Regions from separate parts of the Anas platyrhynchos genome. Here region 2 is linked to region 1. The links are chromatin contacts, called in public Hi-C maps. All regions are on one chromosome and are shown on one strand. The core of a region is the stretch at or near the end of the contact, and the rest is flanking DNA. Distances in the headings are between cores, read along the strand shown. Region 1 has its middle 35 kb from the start of DCUN1D5. Region 2 holds the start of LOC101794181 (matrix metalloproteinase-27).

The links. Hi-C and Micro-C count contacts between places; a contact is called where the count stands out from the background.
Region 2: a Hi-C map of F5 follicle shows a contact between it and region 1, with 4 times the contacts expected there. The contact joins the promoter of LOC101794181 here to the enhancer-like site in region 1. A contact is called at or near these places in 4 of 8 Hi-C or Micro-C datasets (F1 follicle, F5 follicle, liver and 1 more).

Annotation. Positions count from the first base shown.
Region 1 is chr1:192,406,454-192,414,202 of IASCAAS_PekinDuck_T2T, forward strand. No RefSeq gene overlaps it. Among named protein-coding and RNA genes, the nearest start is that of DCUN1D5, 35 kb to the left of the region's middle. Within about 2 kb of position 4,443, at least 1 of the 8 cell types and tissues checked has an H3K27ac peak or open chromatin away from gene starts, as enhancers often do. A contact at or near this core is called in F5 follicle, where this site is marked.
Region 2 is chr1:192,520,168-192,527,916 of IASCAAS_PekinDuck_T2T, forward strand. It overlaps LOC101794181 (matrix metalloproteinase-27), which reads left to right and starts at 2,726. Exons shown (of 10, transcript XM_005010498.6): 1 at 2,726-2,950; 2 at 3,329-3,567; 3 at 4,140-4,288; 4 at 4,387-4,515; 5 at 6,448-6,609; 6 at 6,699-6,822; 7 at 7,565-7,695. The coding sequence starts at 2,792.

The DNA of each region.
Region 1 (7,749 bases), core at 3,193-5,692:
CTGCCACTCAAAAATCTGCTGATGCACTACATGATTCCTAAGAATACAAACAAAATTTATGGGGCCTAATGTCAGCGAAAAAACATTTACGAGGCCTAGTGCTCCATCCCTATCTCTGCCAGCTCAGCATAAAAAATGAGTTTTTAGATGCCCTGTACAGAGTTGGAATTGATCTTGCAGCAAGCTACAGTACTAACTTTAGAGTGTGGAATGATATTTTGTGATGTCAGTCAGCAGTGAGACAAGAAAGAGCATGGGATGTGATTCTCAAATTATTTCCTGGAGAGGTGTGGCCCAGGCTCAGGGCAGATGAGTTAGAACAGGATGTGAAATTACAGTGAGACAGCAGATTATGAAAGACTTCAGTTAAATGGTCGCAGGCCAGAGCATGCTGCCACTGCATTTCCTTCCATCCCATGCTCTCTTCTTCAAGCCAGCCTTCTCAAACCTGCAATCACTGCTGTTTTCTCTACCTCTCCCATTCTTTTCTGATGAACCCCAATAAGTGATGGAATCATTTAGGTTGGAAAAAACCTATAAGGTCATTAAGACCAACCATCAACCTGACCTACAGAGTCCCATCACTAAACCATATGCCTTAGTGCCATTTTCATACGTCTCTTAAACTCCTGTGTGGATGGGGACTCCACCACTTACCCAGGCAGCTGTTCCAATTCTTAAACACCCTCTTCATGAATGAATTCTTCCTAATATCCAACCTAAACTTCCCCTTGTGCAACTTGAGACTTCAGAATATGTGATTCCAGACCATAGTTTTCCTATTTGTCTACTGTGCACCTTCATATACAAGCAGACTACTCCCAAAGGGCACAGAAAAATGCAAGAAAGCCTCACATCTCCACTAACACAGCTCATAATGGCATGTCTGCTCCCCTCCTACTGAGCAGCACACAACACAGATGTGCCCACACAGTAGCACAACTCCACCAGTCCTGTCCCTCATGTGCTCCAGTACGTTCACTTCATGAGTTTCAGTGCCAAATGATTATGTTTATGCCTTTGCTAAGGGTTATCCCACATCATGCAGGACCTAACTGTAATTGTGATTTTGGAGCTGAGAGGAACCTTGAGGCACTTTTTATTATTGTTTTATTCTCTTACGTCAATTGTCTGGTAAAATGCTTAATCAGAAGTTGGCTTGAGTTGGGACTGCAGGCTGCTATTGAGAGTCAAATTATGCTTGGAGACCACAAAACAGAGTAGAGACCTCAGCAATTTTCATAGGAAATGAATATCCAGCATCCTCAGCATCCATTTCATAGGAAATTTACTTCTCTTGTTTACTACATTTTCCCCTGGTTCTTTACATGAAAAAATAGCACTCACAGTTTCATGTTTTTATTTTGCATGGCTTTCACTACAATCAGGTAGTAGGGTTCATGTTTTGTTATACTGTGTGCTCAGGTCTGCAGACAATAATGTTTCATTTCAAGATTTACCTGTAAGTAATCCAGTGATTCTACTACAAAAAAATGGAGCAATTAACTGTTGTTACAGAACTCTGTATTTGCCGGTTTTTATTCTCAGACAACATTCAAGTAATAAAACAATGGTAAACTTCTTTTGTTCTGCCCCTGTTGAGCTCTGCCTCATGAGCACCTCGGTAGCTGTGGTGGAGGAACCCAGGACAAAGGGTTTTGCTGCAGCCCTGGCACTAACGTGTGCCTTCACCCCTGGGTTTCTCTCTCAGTTGCAGGCTGTTCAGAAGAAGGTGTCTTTTGTTCCTATGTGTACAAGTAGAAAAAGGCTGCCATAAAGAAATCCTGTTGGGTCCTGCTGTGGGGAGCTGGGCTTGGGGGAAAGTGCTGCTGCGGGAAATGTATGACTATAAATATTGAAATGCATTTGGGTGAGTGATAAACAGATCTAGGAGTGGAATATATTCGTCCTACTTCTAATTGTGAGAAAGCTGACTTTACTTACACTGCGTTTGAGATGGAGATCAGCCAAGCTGGGGAGGAAGAGTCACTTCAGAGTGGTCCTTAGCCTGAACAGCATGAGACAGGAAAGCAAAGGGAAAATCAAGAAAAAAAGAATTGTAAACCATGCTTCCTCAGAATAATTCAGGTAGAGACGTACATTTATGTGTTGTGGTGTTGTAAGAAGTAGGTTCACAAATTTCCAAACAGGCCAGCCAGGAAACACTTATGGTTTGGCTCGGATTTGGCTGCAGCATTTTCTGGATGCTTCTGTGAGACCATGCAGGGCCTGCCAGGGGCTGAGCCACCTCAGCCATCCTCACTGTGAGACTGAGCCACCTCGACTCTCCTCACAAAAGGGCCCATGTCACCCTGATCTTTCTTTCTGTGGGGCCTGAGCCACCCTGACCTCACTTGCTGTGGGCCCTGAGGCCACCACAGCCCATCCTTGCAGGAAGCCATGAGGCCCCTTCAGCTCCTGCCACTTTGCAGGCTCCATCTCCATTTCCAATGTTTATGGATGACAGCAAAGCCTGTCTTTCGCTTACTCATGCAAAACTGCTGATATCCTGCATTATCTGTCCTTCAAAGAACAGATAATCTAAAATTATCTAAAAAATCTGAAAATCTGTTGGTCTCAGTCAATTCTGTCCCAGCCCTGCTGAAAATGCTTCCTCCTGATCTCAGACCATTATCTTTCTTTATTGTTAATATTTTAAAAATACAATTGACAAGACCGAGTGTGATCCAGATGTAATCCTTTTGTATGCACAGGCCTGAGTTTTCCTACAATTGGCCATAACTTTAGCCTCATTTTCTGCCAAGACTACATAGCTCCTGAATTGTCCCCTTCCTGTCAAAACACTTTTTTTTTTTTAACTGGATGAGTTCCCATTCTCACCACACTCCACAACCACACACAGTAAACCCAAGTCACAAGGAAACACAGTGGTGCCACCCAGTAGCAAACCATGGAATTACACTGGGAGTGAATGAGCCTTAAAAGTCTCATGACAATTCTTTGTTCAGGGTTTACAATCGTGGTCTTTCCTTTTGTTCTAGAAAAAATAAATCCCTAGTATGTATTGGGAAAGATATTCCCCTGTTATGACTATAAAGAAGTTATTACAAATAAATTAATGAAATTACAAGCAGACTGATGGAATTACTCAATTTTGTTTCAGCAGACTACAAAAACAAGTTTGTAAATTGTCTGTTTTTCATCTTATATCTTCTTTCCAATCTGAAAATGTAGTTCTCAATCCCATTTTAGATATTATATCTGCAAACAGGAGATGAAAGAGAAAAAGACTGATAAACCATGTTAGTCAAAAAGATTATATATCTCTAATAACTATGTAGATTCCTTATAGTAGTGAACTGTGATAGGACAGAAATTTATGATTATTTATGTACAAATATATTTTTATTGATGTTCAATAGATAAAATACCAATCTAAAGAGAAGGTGTTTAATATCCAATAAAGGCCCTCTTGCACATCTGTTGACCCTAATTCTCTGTAGAACTTCACCCCTCTGCAAAATCTTCCTCCTATTTCAGAATTTTTTTTTCCAATTTTAAGTTTTCATAATACCTATTGAAATCATACAAGACCTTGCCCTGTAACTCAGATGTATAAGGGCATTAGTGTTATCACTAATGTGATTAGTAAACTCTAATGTGTTTAATTCTTTATGGCCTTCTGTTATTGACTGATTTAGAACAGCACAAATATCAGTAATTTTATGTTCATGTATTATCTTTTGCTGAAAATAGATATCACCTCTGGTACACAGAATAATTAAATGTCATCTATAACCCTCGGTAATTACAGTCCAGTGACTCGAAATATAATGTAGTTTTTAAATCATCAGGTAATCAAATAGGGAAAAAGAAATCTTTGAAATCTTTGTTCTTGCTAGTATCATTAGTCCTAAAGCATTGCAATAGTTATTATCATTTAATACAGTCTTTTAACTCCATCACATTTTGGATTCTGTTAAAGAACAGAAGTTTGAGTCATTGTATGTCTGAATTGGTAAATGGCCATGGGTATCCATCCTGGAACATTTGTAGCCTCAGACAAAAACTTGTGATTTATCTAAAATGTCAACTTCTGTTAGCCAAAGTATCTGTGGGATGATTAACCTGTATTTGTGGCCCAGCTGCTACAGGCTGAGGACAGCATACCACCCTGAGTCAGTAGTTTTATATTCCCTGTGGCTGCAAAAGCTCATCCTTGCGGTCAGTATTTACGCTGCTCAAATACCTATATTTATAAGTAAATTGTTTTAAATGGGCATTCAGTTTTGCATACTTGGATTTTAACTATGGACTCTGTACGCTGGACCTGAATCCCTGCTTCAGATGGTTTTCAAGCTCCTTCATAAGCTACAGACCTGAAAAGAGCAACATCTGGACTTACGACTGCTCATAACCTGTGCTGAGGTAAGTAACTGGCTTGACAACGTAGGAACTGCTGAGTAGAGTTTAACAGCTGCTTTGCTGCTTTAAAACTGTCTGTTCCTTTCTTTATCATTAATTTCTGATGACTAGTGACGCATGTGAGATATGGGGTTTTCATATCCATTTTTTTTTTAATGTTCTTGTTTTCTAATAGACCGTAAATATTTCCTTCTTGGAATGCAAAAAATATTTCCAGTGGAGGACAAAACAAAGAAAGTTCAAGGTATCTCAGAAAGCAAGGTCTGATGTTTCATCAGTTATTTTTATTTTTTTTTTATTTATAGGTATTTTGAGTTCATTACCAGGATATGAATCATGTGTTGTGTTTACCAGTCTTTTTATTTCATTTTGTGACACAATGCAGACCATAATCCAGGACATCTGAGATTACAGATATTTCACCTTTCCAAATTTGGGGCTGTAGTCTCCTCTGCCATCACTATGCTTCCTCTTTAATATTAATGGCTTCACGCTGTTAATCTTTATTTGTTGTTCTTGGTGGAGACTTCAAATAGAAAGCACAATTACACTGTATTTTGTTCTGATTGTTTTATTTATATCTATTATAAAGTTATTTTATGCCAGTAATTAATTATGAAGCTACTCCGATATATCTAACTAAGAATAATTTATGAGACAAATCTTTCTCAGAAAAACCTCTCACTTTTAACATGCTCTTCTGCTGTGAATTACAACTAGAACATGCACAATTTCATATAACTAGAACCAGTTCTTCAAGAGAAATATAGAGAGGAAAACATGAACATGTGGGGAAAAGATTTCAAGCCATAAATCAGCTTTCTTTCTTTGTCTCCCTGTTGTGAAAAAAATAAATCCATAACTAAATCCACTAGCAAGACTGCTGCTTGATTAACTCTGCAGAAGTCTAGGACTATACTTGGGACAACTTGTAGTCTCTTTCACCTGAACATGAAGAAGTAATTCCATCAGATCTTTCTCTCTTGGTCTAATGACAATCATCATCCCAAATTAATTAATCTAGTCCATTTATGAATAGAATACACTGTTATCCTGTCTGTTTCGCAATTCTTCATCTTCCGATTGCCCTATGTTCTTAATACCCAAATCATAGAATATAGTATAGTTTGAAAACACATTCTCTCTTGTACATTTTCATACCTCAGGCCTGTCTAGCAACCCGGCTAATGTAAAATGTAGTCTTGAAAACTTTGTTCTGCATTAGAAGACTTCATATATTTGATACATATATATTTTGTAGACTTTATATATTTATAAGTATGGTGTGGGAGGCAGATAAATGTACATAAGAAAGTTCTTTGTCTGCTCAACTAACCATATAATCAGACCTTACAGTCTAAAGACTTTTTTCAATAAATATTTGCAATCTGAATTATTTTATTTAATGAGTGGTCTGTCTCTTGTTTTAGTGGTTACCTATTCAAAGGCTGACTTTGTGTTTCGCTATCTCATACTGCTATTTCATGTTGTTTTGTTTTTCTGGGTAGGAAAAGCTGTTTCTCCCTGACCTGTTTCTGCTAACCTATCTCCTCTGCACTGTATTTGGACTTATTTGACTTTTGTTTTTTGTAAAAAATCTAGAGATAGCTTGAATTAAAAATATCAGAACCTTGCATTAAAGTATTAGTTTGATCTTGCTGTACATTTAGACTCAGAAAGCTCTCATCATTAATGCCTCTTTTATGTGTACTCATGTCATCAGAAAGATTAGGATGAGCCCTTTGATTCCTTCACGTGGCTCCTGTCTTCAGTACACAGATCTATATACAGAAAATCCATTCAAAAATATAAACAAATTGGCTAGAGTAGACACGTTGAGATGAATATAAAATCTAGCTCCTGATCACTCTAAGGCCTGATTACAAAGTGTATGGCTATTGTGAGTATATTGCCTTTACTGGATGTGAGGAACTGAGTGCCAAAGTGACAAATCTGGCTGCCTGATCCATGCTGGTGCCAGCTCTGCTCTATCCTATCGATGAGAAGAAAAAACAGATAAGCTACCTGTCATTAGAGCAGATATTTTGCAGAGATCCCGATACTGGCAGCAGCAGAAATAAATTTAGGACAGAGAGATTTGTTTTTGTAGTGATTCTGGTGGTGCAATGCTTGCTGGCTGACTGGGGGAAAAAAAAAATGCCTTCTTTCTCAGACTGTACATAGTAGTAAACTGATAATGAATTTGAGTCTTGGAAATCTGTCATGTCGTTCAGATCTCAATGACGAGAGGTAGACGTGGTAATGAGGTAGATGTGGTGATGAGGTAGATCACACTCTGATTTCTGAGACAGAGGCTCCAGAAGTGCAACGCCCTTTGAGAGAACTTTGCAGATTGCTGACACAAACATACCACAGCTGAGTCAGATCCCACAGAATCAATAAAATCAATGCACATAATCACAAGGTTTATGCTATAATGCTGAGATATTAAAATGGGACATTTTAATGTGTCTTCTGATTTTTTATTTTTCTTCTTTCAGTTCTTGGTTTCTGTATTCAGCATACAGATGAAAAGAATGCAGGGTCAGTTGCTTTAGTTTAATACCAGACAAAGATTTCCTAGCAGTGGCTCTTTAGGCGGATATGGGGAAATTGTGATGATTTATTATCTGAATATGCTGAAGATTCTCAGAGCACAGAACCTCTAGTTAGACTATTGGGAACACTTCTGCATGACCTAGTGTGATTTTTTATGCTTAATTTCTAATACTTTATATATTCCCTAATTTCGGTGAGCTTTAGAGATATATTGGAATAAAATAGCAGTGGAGATGAAATAAAAAACTATGTTCAATACCTCTTTTTCAATTGTATCCACAAAGTTTTCCACAAAATAATACATAGGCATTGGAATCATGGAACAATAACTGAATTTGTCCCCAAAGGCCTTATTATGTAAGAAAAAAGACAACAGTGGACATGTAAATGTGTTTAAGTAAGAAAATGCCAGTCTTGGTAAGCATCACTTTTAACAGATAGATTAATGGCCTAATTCTTGTTTTTTGTTTTTTTTTTTTTGTTTTTTTTTGTTTTTTTTTTTTTGTCAATACCATAGCAAAGGGAACTGTGAAGGTAAACACTGAGGCAATTTTGATATGTATGGGAAAAGTTTTGTAGTCATAAGCATTGGCTTAGAGAAGGCATTAAAGTTCTCAAGGTGATCTAGCATGTGGTAAGTGGAGTACTGACAGCATAATAGGCTGCTTCAAAGTAGGGGAAGATTTGATTTAAGAGCTGATTTAAGGTAACAAATAAGGAGGACAGGAAGTGCTTTGGCAGTAGAAATACATCATTCTTATTAGGAGTCCTGAAGTGCAGGTGATTAACAGGAAGGATAAGATG
Region 2 (7,749 bases), core at 1,476-3,975, 110 kb after region 1:
CTAAATTGAAGCCTAAGAGTTTTCATATGATCTCAGGCTTAGGCTCCCATGATGGTCAATGGTGTTGGTCAAGACATTTGGTGAGCTCCTGAGAGCTGTATAGATCATCCTCTGTTTACATCTTACATGTGGTCAGAAGAAATGCTCTGTAGATGTCATCTGACCATATTTATTAGATTTCTATTGATATTATGCAAGCCTAGACAGTTAACTCACATAGAGACACCCACAGTGTGAACTCTTAGGAGATCTAAATCCCTGATTGTATCATATTAAGATGACCATGATGCAGTGGTATTGAGGATTGCTATAGCTCTCTGTGTAGTGTCACTTGGTACTAGTGATGTGGCAAGGACAGCCACTGACCTTTCTAAGTTAAAACTTGGGTCACATAGCCGCAGTCTGGATGAAACCTATTCTAGGAAAACAAAGGAGGTCACTAGGCATAACATCCTCTAATTCTAACCAAAGCTAAAGATAAGAAGAAGGAAACTACAACCAACAGCTGTTTCACAGCTACTTCTTCTCTCAGACCTCAAGGCATGCTATAGACAAATTTGTGTAACATCTTTCATGAGAAACTGCATTTAGACTTCTCTCCCATGAGTAGTGGGAACTGGCTGCTGTGTTATGCAGGTGGTCAAGAAGCAAAAACCTTACACAGGCTTTGAGTAATGTAGGACTCCATCACCTGGCACACAGGTCTCTTCTGAGCAAATACTAATGTAGCTTGAACTATTAGCTGAAGCTAGAGGCATAGTCTAAATTAGTTGTTAAGCTGTTCTACATTCAGTAAAGACAGCAAAAGAATACCTGAAAAGCGCAGTTCATCCCATCCTAAGACATCTGGCTCAGTCACTCTCTAGAGAGACATATTTCTCCATTATCTATGGACAAATACTTAACTAATAAATGTGTAAAACTAGGTGCAACAAATCTTATCCTAGCTGTTTTCGCTGTCTCTGTCCTTTCACTGCTGTACAGCAGATAGCTGTGGGAACTGATAGCCAACCACAGCAGGAAAAAAGATAATAAATTTTCCCGGTTCATATCAAATCTCAAAATACTGCCTTGATTTTTTGCAAAATTAAATTGACAACAGCCAAAACACCTTTTCCAAAAGGATACTCTAATGCCATTGGTAATTACACTTTGTGCAAAAACAACTGTTTTTGTTTTTGTTTGTTTATTTGTTTGTTTTGAGACCTTTGACATGTATACAGTCAGATGGTAATGTCTTCTAGCTTTAAAACCATTGAGGCTACCAAATATTTCAGTTTTAAAATGGAAAGAAGAGCTCAAAAAAAAAAAAAAAGCATTCTGTATTTCTGGACAAATGCACATGGAATTTCTAGTTTCAGTTCTGTGATATTCCCTATTTCAGAAAATTTGTTGTCACAGTTTGTACCTCAGTAACAGAACTAAAAGGGATCCATGGGTCTTGGGTCTCTTACCTTATCACAATAAAATGATAATAATGACAAATTAAGGGAGGTAGGTGTTTTTATTATTATTATTATTATTATAGCTGAGAAATACTGTTAACAAGAAAGTTTAACAAACAAGGGTAGATTGTGAAATTTGGGCTAGAAAATTCGTCATTAATGTCTCCAGCCGGAGAAAAGTTGGCTGCAAGTGACAGCAAAAAGCCAGAAATACGGAAACAAGGATTTTCCCGAAATAAAAAAAAAAGCCGCAGTCCAACACAAGGATATTTCTTATAAGTCTTTCGTAAATGTTGAGCACGCACTGTCAGATCTCCTTGGAGGTCCCAAACACCTTCAGCTCCCATTGCTACCAGTGAAAGAGGAAGGTGCTTGGCTGGCACAGGATGAAACCCTAAAATTTGTCACAGTTTGTATGACTTTAAATTTCCTTTATTCTGAATTACTTAAGACAGGAAATAATCATTTCCCCTGTGGTTATTGTGGTTAAACTGAAGAAGCCTTTCATGATGAAAAGGCAGATAGACAGATAGATTAGATAGATAATTGATAGAAAGATAGATAGCAACATAATAGATAATTGATGAAAGAAATATAAGGATAGAAAATATAAAGAATAATAAAAGGAAATATAAGGAATAATAAAAGGAAATAAAAGGAAAGAAAGAAAGAAAGAAAGAAAGAAAGAAAGAAAGAAAGAAGTGTAAGATTATTCACATCCTTAAGGCTTTTTTATAGTGTAAGGTCTTTTTTGTTTATGGATATCTTGAATTTTACCACTATAATTTAAAGAAAACACACAGCCTTTCCAAAGAGTTTCAGGCAAGAGAAGGTGAGTGAGACTTTGTTCTATTTTCTAAAACAAACATTCTCATTTACTGGATAAATTTAATGAAAAAAAAAAAAATCCTAGAAATGGCAGTAATTTGTCCCAAAGTTTTAATTTCTTGGATGGGGTGCCCATCTGGTGCATGACTCCTATTCTCAGACCAAGAGTGGATAACACTCCCTCTACATTTGGAGGTCCCATTTCACACAGGTGGACTGGGACAACCACTGTGCTCCATTGCATCTGACATGAAATTGCTCAGATTCTCTAAAATTCTGTCTAACACATCTAAAATTGAGTGCCAGGTTTGAAATGGTGGCCAAGCAGCTCAGGAGTATTCAAGTACTAACTGATTTCAGATGGCTGTGAAATCGGATGGGTTTAATTAAGCTATTGTGTCAGCCAGCACAGTGTTATAGGATGTCTGGAGGTAATCAGAGCACGGTAGACTCTGAGTCAGTCTCCAGCTGACTCTACAAAGCATTCTATAACCATACTAACTGGAATGTGAGGGACGATGCACACAGAGCAGAAAGCAGACTGCTCTCGTATGAGGATGGAAAGGAATTTAAGAATGAAGAAAATTTTGCTTTTTCTTTTACTGTGTGCTGCTGTTTCTAATGCTCTTCCTGTCCACCCAGAGAAAGACAACAAAGAAGATGCAAAGCTTGTAGAGGTAACTCTGTTGTCCGTATCTGAGATCTACAGCCCTTTCCTTTTAGATGTAATCTGCATGTTCTAGCTTTGCAGCAGTTTGCTGTCTTTCTGAGGCAATGCTATTACACAGAATTCTGTTGCCCAAACTTTATTAAAGTAGGATAATCGGTAGAAACTGGAAATGTCAAGTGAATAAGAATCAGAGAAAATTTTGCCTGTTTCTGTTTAACTGTGCTCCTCAGGAAAACAACTCTTGTGCTCTGAAATCATAGGCAGATGATTCTACTAGCACAATACACAAACAATATCAGTCCTAAGGTATGTATTTAAGAAACAGACCAAAATGTGAAATGTGTTTGCTTTTTTTTTTTTTTTTTTTTTTTTTTTTTTTCATTAGGACTATTTAAATAAGTTCTATACTGTTGAACCAGATCCAAATCAGCTTGGATGGAAAACAAATGCTGAATCGACAGCTGAAAAGCTCCAGAAAATGCAACAATTTTTTGGTTTGAAAGTGACTGGAAAACCAGACACTGAGACATTAGAAATGATGAAAAAACCCAGGTGTGGAGTTCCCGATGTGGGTCTTTATGGTGTCACTCTGCCTGGGTGGAAAAAAAACAAGCTGACTTACAGGTAGTATTTCCATAATTGTGTTTCTGTGTTTATATTGTGGTTTTGTGGGTATCCATATTTGTTATATTTAAATATAACTTCTATAGCAACTGTTTCCATCTGGGAACACAAAAATGTTTTTGTTTCTCCAGCTGTTAGCTAAGTATATTCCTGAGAAGAATCTCTGAGATTCAAGCTGGGTATTTTACATTTTATGAGTCAACTATAGTATTTTGCCTGTCTTGTATCACTCCTAACTAATATTCTGCGAGCCAAACAGAAATATCAGTTGCACCCTGTGCAAACCCTCACATCTTCAAAATTTGCTAACACCAACAGCTTAGTCACACGATCACAAGGAGACAATTTTCCTCATGCTCAAGAGACCACCCCCTGGATAAAGGCCATTTGGAGAAAAACTGATACTGTGTAAACAATTATTTTTATGCAAAAGACATGTTGGGCGGTTATTATGTTAAACTTACTCAGTCCAAGATCAGTTTGGGGAGCTATTGGATTACAGGGTAAATTGCTTCTTATACATCTCTGTTCATCATCTTAACAATATTAGATAATTTTTTTTGTAACTGTAGAATCATGAACTATACACCAGATATGAGCAAAGACGATGTGGATAAAGCCATCCAGAAGGCATTTAAAGTGTGGAGCACTGTCACCCCACTGATTTTCACTCGCATTCATGAGGGAATAGCAGATATAATGATTGCTTTTGGGACCAAAGGTAATGCACTAACTGCAAACCAGTGGTAAGACTAATTTAAAGATTTTTCCAGCTGTCATGACATAAACTCAATGTTATTTCAACATCATATTATTTAGCTCATGGGCATTGCCCTCGTTATTTTGATGGCCCCCTTGGTGTCCTCGCTCATGCCTTTCCACCTGGCGATGGTTTTGGTGGTGATGCACACTTCGATGAGGATGAAGATTGGACCACAGGCTCAGATGGTATGTAACAAAAGGTATCTAAAGTGTTATGACAGTGGTAAATCCCTTTATGACTTTATTTAGGTGAAGGATACACTGAGACAAAGCACAGCACTATCAGTTCAAGGATATTGCAGACCATCCTCAAACAGGAATACTTAAAATGTCACGTGAAAAACAACCTGATCTACTCTAGACCATATTTGCCACCAACAAAGGTACCAACAGGACAACCCTTTTCAGATATCAGTGCTACAGACTTGTGCTGCTCTTACCTGGGGGTCAGTGGGGCCCATCCCCACCAAAGCTCTACAACCCGTGGTAAAAGCTGGCTCTTTTTCCCCTCCTGGTGCACATGCTGGTACCAAGCCTGCACCAGCACACCCTGCAGAGGCAGCACATCGTGCCTTGCAGCAGCCCTTGCAGGAGGTTCCCTCCATCTGAAACTCATCTGAGCCACCAGTGATAACAAAGTCCTCACCAATAATATACCAGATAGGTCCCACTATATTTCTACTTTTACAGCCAGCAGCTGGGAGTCTGAACATGTCATTTTGGCTGCCCACAGGCTGAGATGCAGGGTGGAGAGTTGACTACAAATGTGTGCCACTAGCCCCATAAACAGAGGGACATCAGGTGTTCAACCATCCACCTGGAACCCTCCTGCTCCCCTCAAGTCCCTGGCTGGCCATACAGCATGTACTGCCTCTGACAGATCTGTCACTGCAGGGGCATGTTACCCTGTTGTATTTTAAACCCTTCACTCATCCACTTTTTGTGATGGAAAACAGCAGAGGGAAACTGCACTGCAGGAAAAACAAGGAGCTAACAAACAGGACGGTGTTGCAAGAGTACTGCACAAGGAGGAGAGATGTGGGCTTATTGTGGCAGGAAAAAAAAAAAAAAAGAGCAAGGGTTGATGGCTGGACTTCCATGTAGACAGAATGTAATGTTTCCCCCCACACTGGGAATGAATGGGTCAACCCCAGCTTTGCTATTGTTCCTCAACAGCGTGACTCCAGCAGTGATGTATTGCAGAACTTGTTGGAGAGCTTAGGAGGCTCGTGAGAAGGGAGCACAGGAAACGTGTGTGGAAACTTGAGGCTTTGTTTGTTTTTTTGAGAAATGGAAATGTTGTATTCAGCCAGCCTGTGTTGGGCAATTGATGACATGTTCTCTGCACTGCCACAGGCTTGTGATCTTCACTGTTGATATTGCTGGCTCTTGGACAGCTGGGCAGATGATTGTTCTTTCCTAATTCAGAAAGACATTTTACTTGGAGGGATGCACATAATTAAATGCAATTTGAAGGAAATCCTATTTTTATCTGTTAACTATGTTAATATTTCACTGGCAATAAGCATGCATAAGCATAATATTTTTTAAAGATTTTTTATTTGACAAGGCTAAAGAGAAGCCATAAGCTTAAAAATCCTATGATGAAAAGGTAAACCATCCAGGTAAAATTATATTTTTCTTTACCTATTCATAACCTCACCTTTCTTACCCAGGTTTGTGGCAGGTGTGGGGAGCTGACAAACAATGACAACTTGGTACCTCAACTGTGCACAGAGTGCACCTTCTTCTCCTTTCCCTGGAGAGCTGTTAGTTTTACATGACTCACTATCTAATCAGCTCTAGCTCAGCTGGGAAACCATGCCAGGACATTCCTCAGGGCTGCGCCCACACTCACCCCCAGACAGCTATTCATGCCACACATGTGTTTTCAGTAGGTAATAGAAAGAACAGGAGGAAAGAGGGCTGAGAGTCACTTCCTTCTAATGTTGGAAGAGCACAACCTGCCTATATAAAATGTATGTACATGTGTATGCATACCCTAGTGAATTACAGTATATTGTATGGAAACCATCACAGCAATAGCCCTGGTTTGCTCAGAATGTATTAGCCATTCGCAGACCAAAAGTAGGCTAATCTCTATATCCATTTCTTAAGGATTCAACTTGTTCCTTGTTGCTGCTCATGAGTTTGGCCACGCACTGGGTCTCTCCCATTCTAATGACCAGAGAGCCTTGATGTTCCCCAATTACGCCTACGTCAGCCCCAGCGAATTTCCTCTTTCTCCAGATGACATAAGTGGTATTCAGTCCATTTATGGTGAGTAAAATCCACTGCTTAAAAAATAATAAAAATATTCATACATGAAAAACTTCATGTTTCTACAAATGTGGTGGATTCTCCCTTAGGTTCTCCAACAAAAATCCCAGATAAAAGCCCACCCAATCCTACAAGACCTAAAACCTGTGGCTCCCAGATATCTTTTGATGCTGTAACTACACTCCGACGAGAAATCATGTTTCTAAAGGGCAGGTAAATATTGATATGATGATTGACTCTGTGAAGTTTGTGTTTTAGTCCGAATATTCTGGTGGTTAGCATGACCATGATTATGGGATTTACAATGAGACAGATGGATAGATTTCAGAATCAATTGTTCACAGAAAAAAAAAAAAAAAAAAAAAAACTGTCAGCATGTCAGCAGATAGGAGTTATATTCATATTTTTACAGGATCCCCTGACAAAATAGGCTGCTTATTTTCAGAAAACCACTTGGTCCCAGTAAATTTTTATTCCCAAAAGTATAGATGGTTACAACAAGCAGTGAAATGAATAATTGCTGCAACCAATTCCAAATAAATTAGTATGCTCTACGATACAGTTGGACCATTATCTCTTCCAGTTACCTATTCAAGCCCTAAGTCTTGTATCTGGGTATACAGAGAATAGCCAGTCAGGCTCCCCTGGGACCCTATACCTCTCATATCACACAGTACAGCAGCAATCTGAATTTACTACTTGCTTATAGCTGATATTATTAATCAATCAATACCAATGGGAATTACCATTGAGGGTAATTCCACAAAGAAGTCAGAACAACAAAAAAAGCACCTTGTTTCCCACAGAGGGGAGTTTTCCTTTCTGACACATCAACCCAGGTAATTCCACTGACAAGAAAGAACTTGTAAGTCACAATGTTGTCACATTCTTGTGCATATATAGAAAAGTCTTTGGTTTGTTATTTACTATAAAAATTGTTTCATATTTTAATCAGACATTTGTGGCGAGTCTATCCTGATAACTCAGAAGTTGAACTTGAATTAATTTCTGCCTTTTGGCCAACTCTGCCATCTGGTATTCAAGCAGCATATGAGAACATGAAAGATCAGATCCTATTTTTCAAAGGTGAAGTATGAGATTTTATTTAATTTTTTCTTACTTTTAATTTTGAAGGAAAAT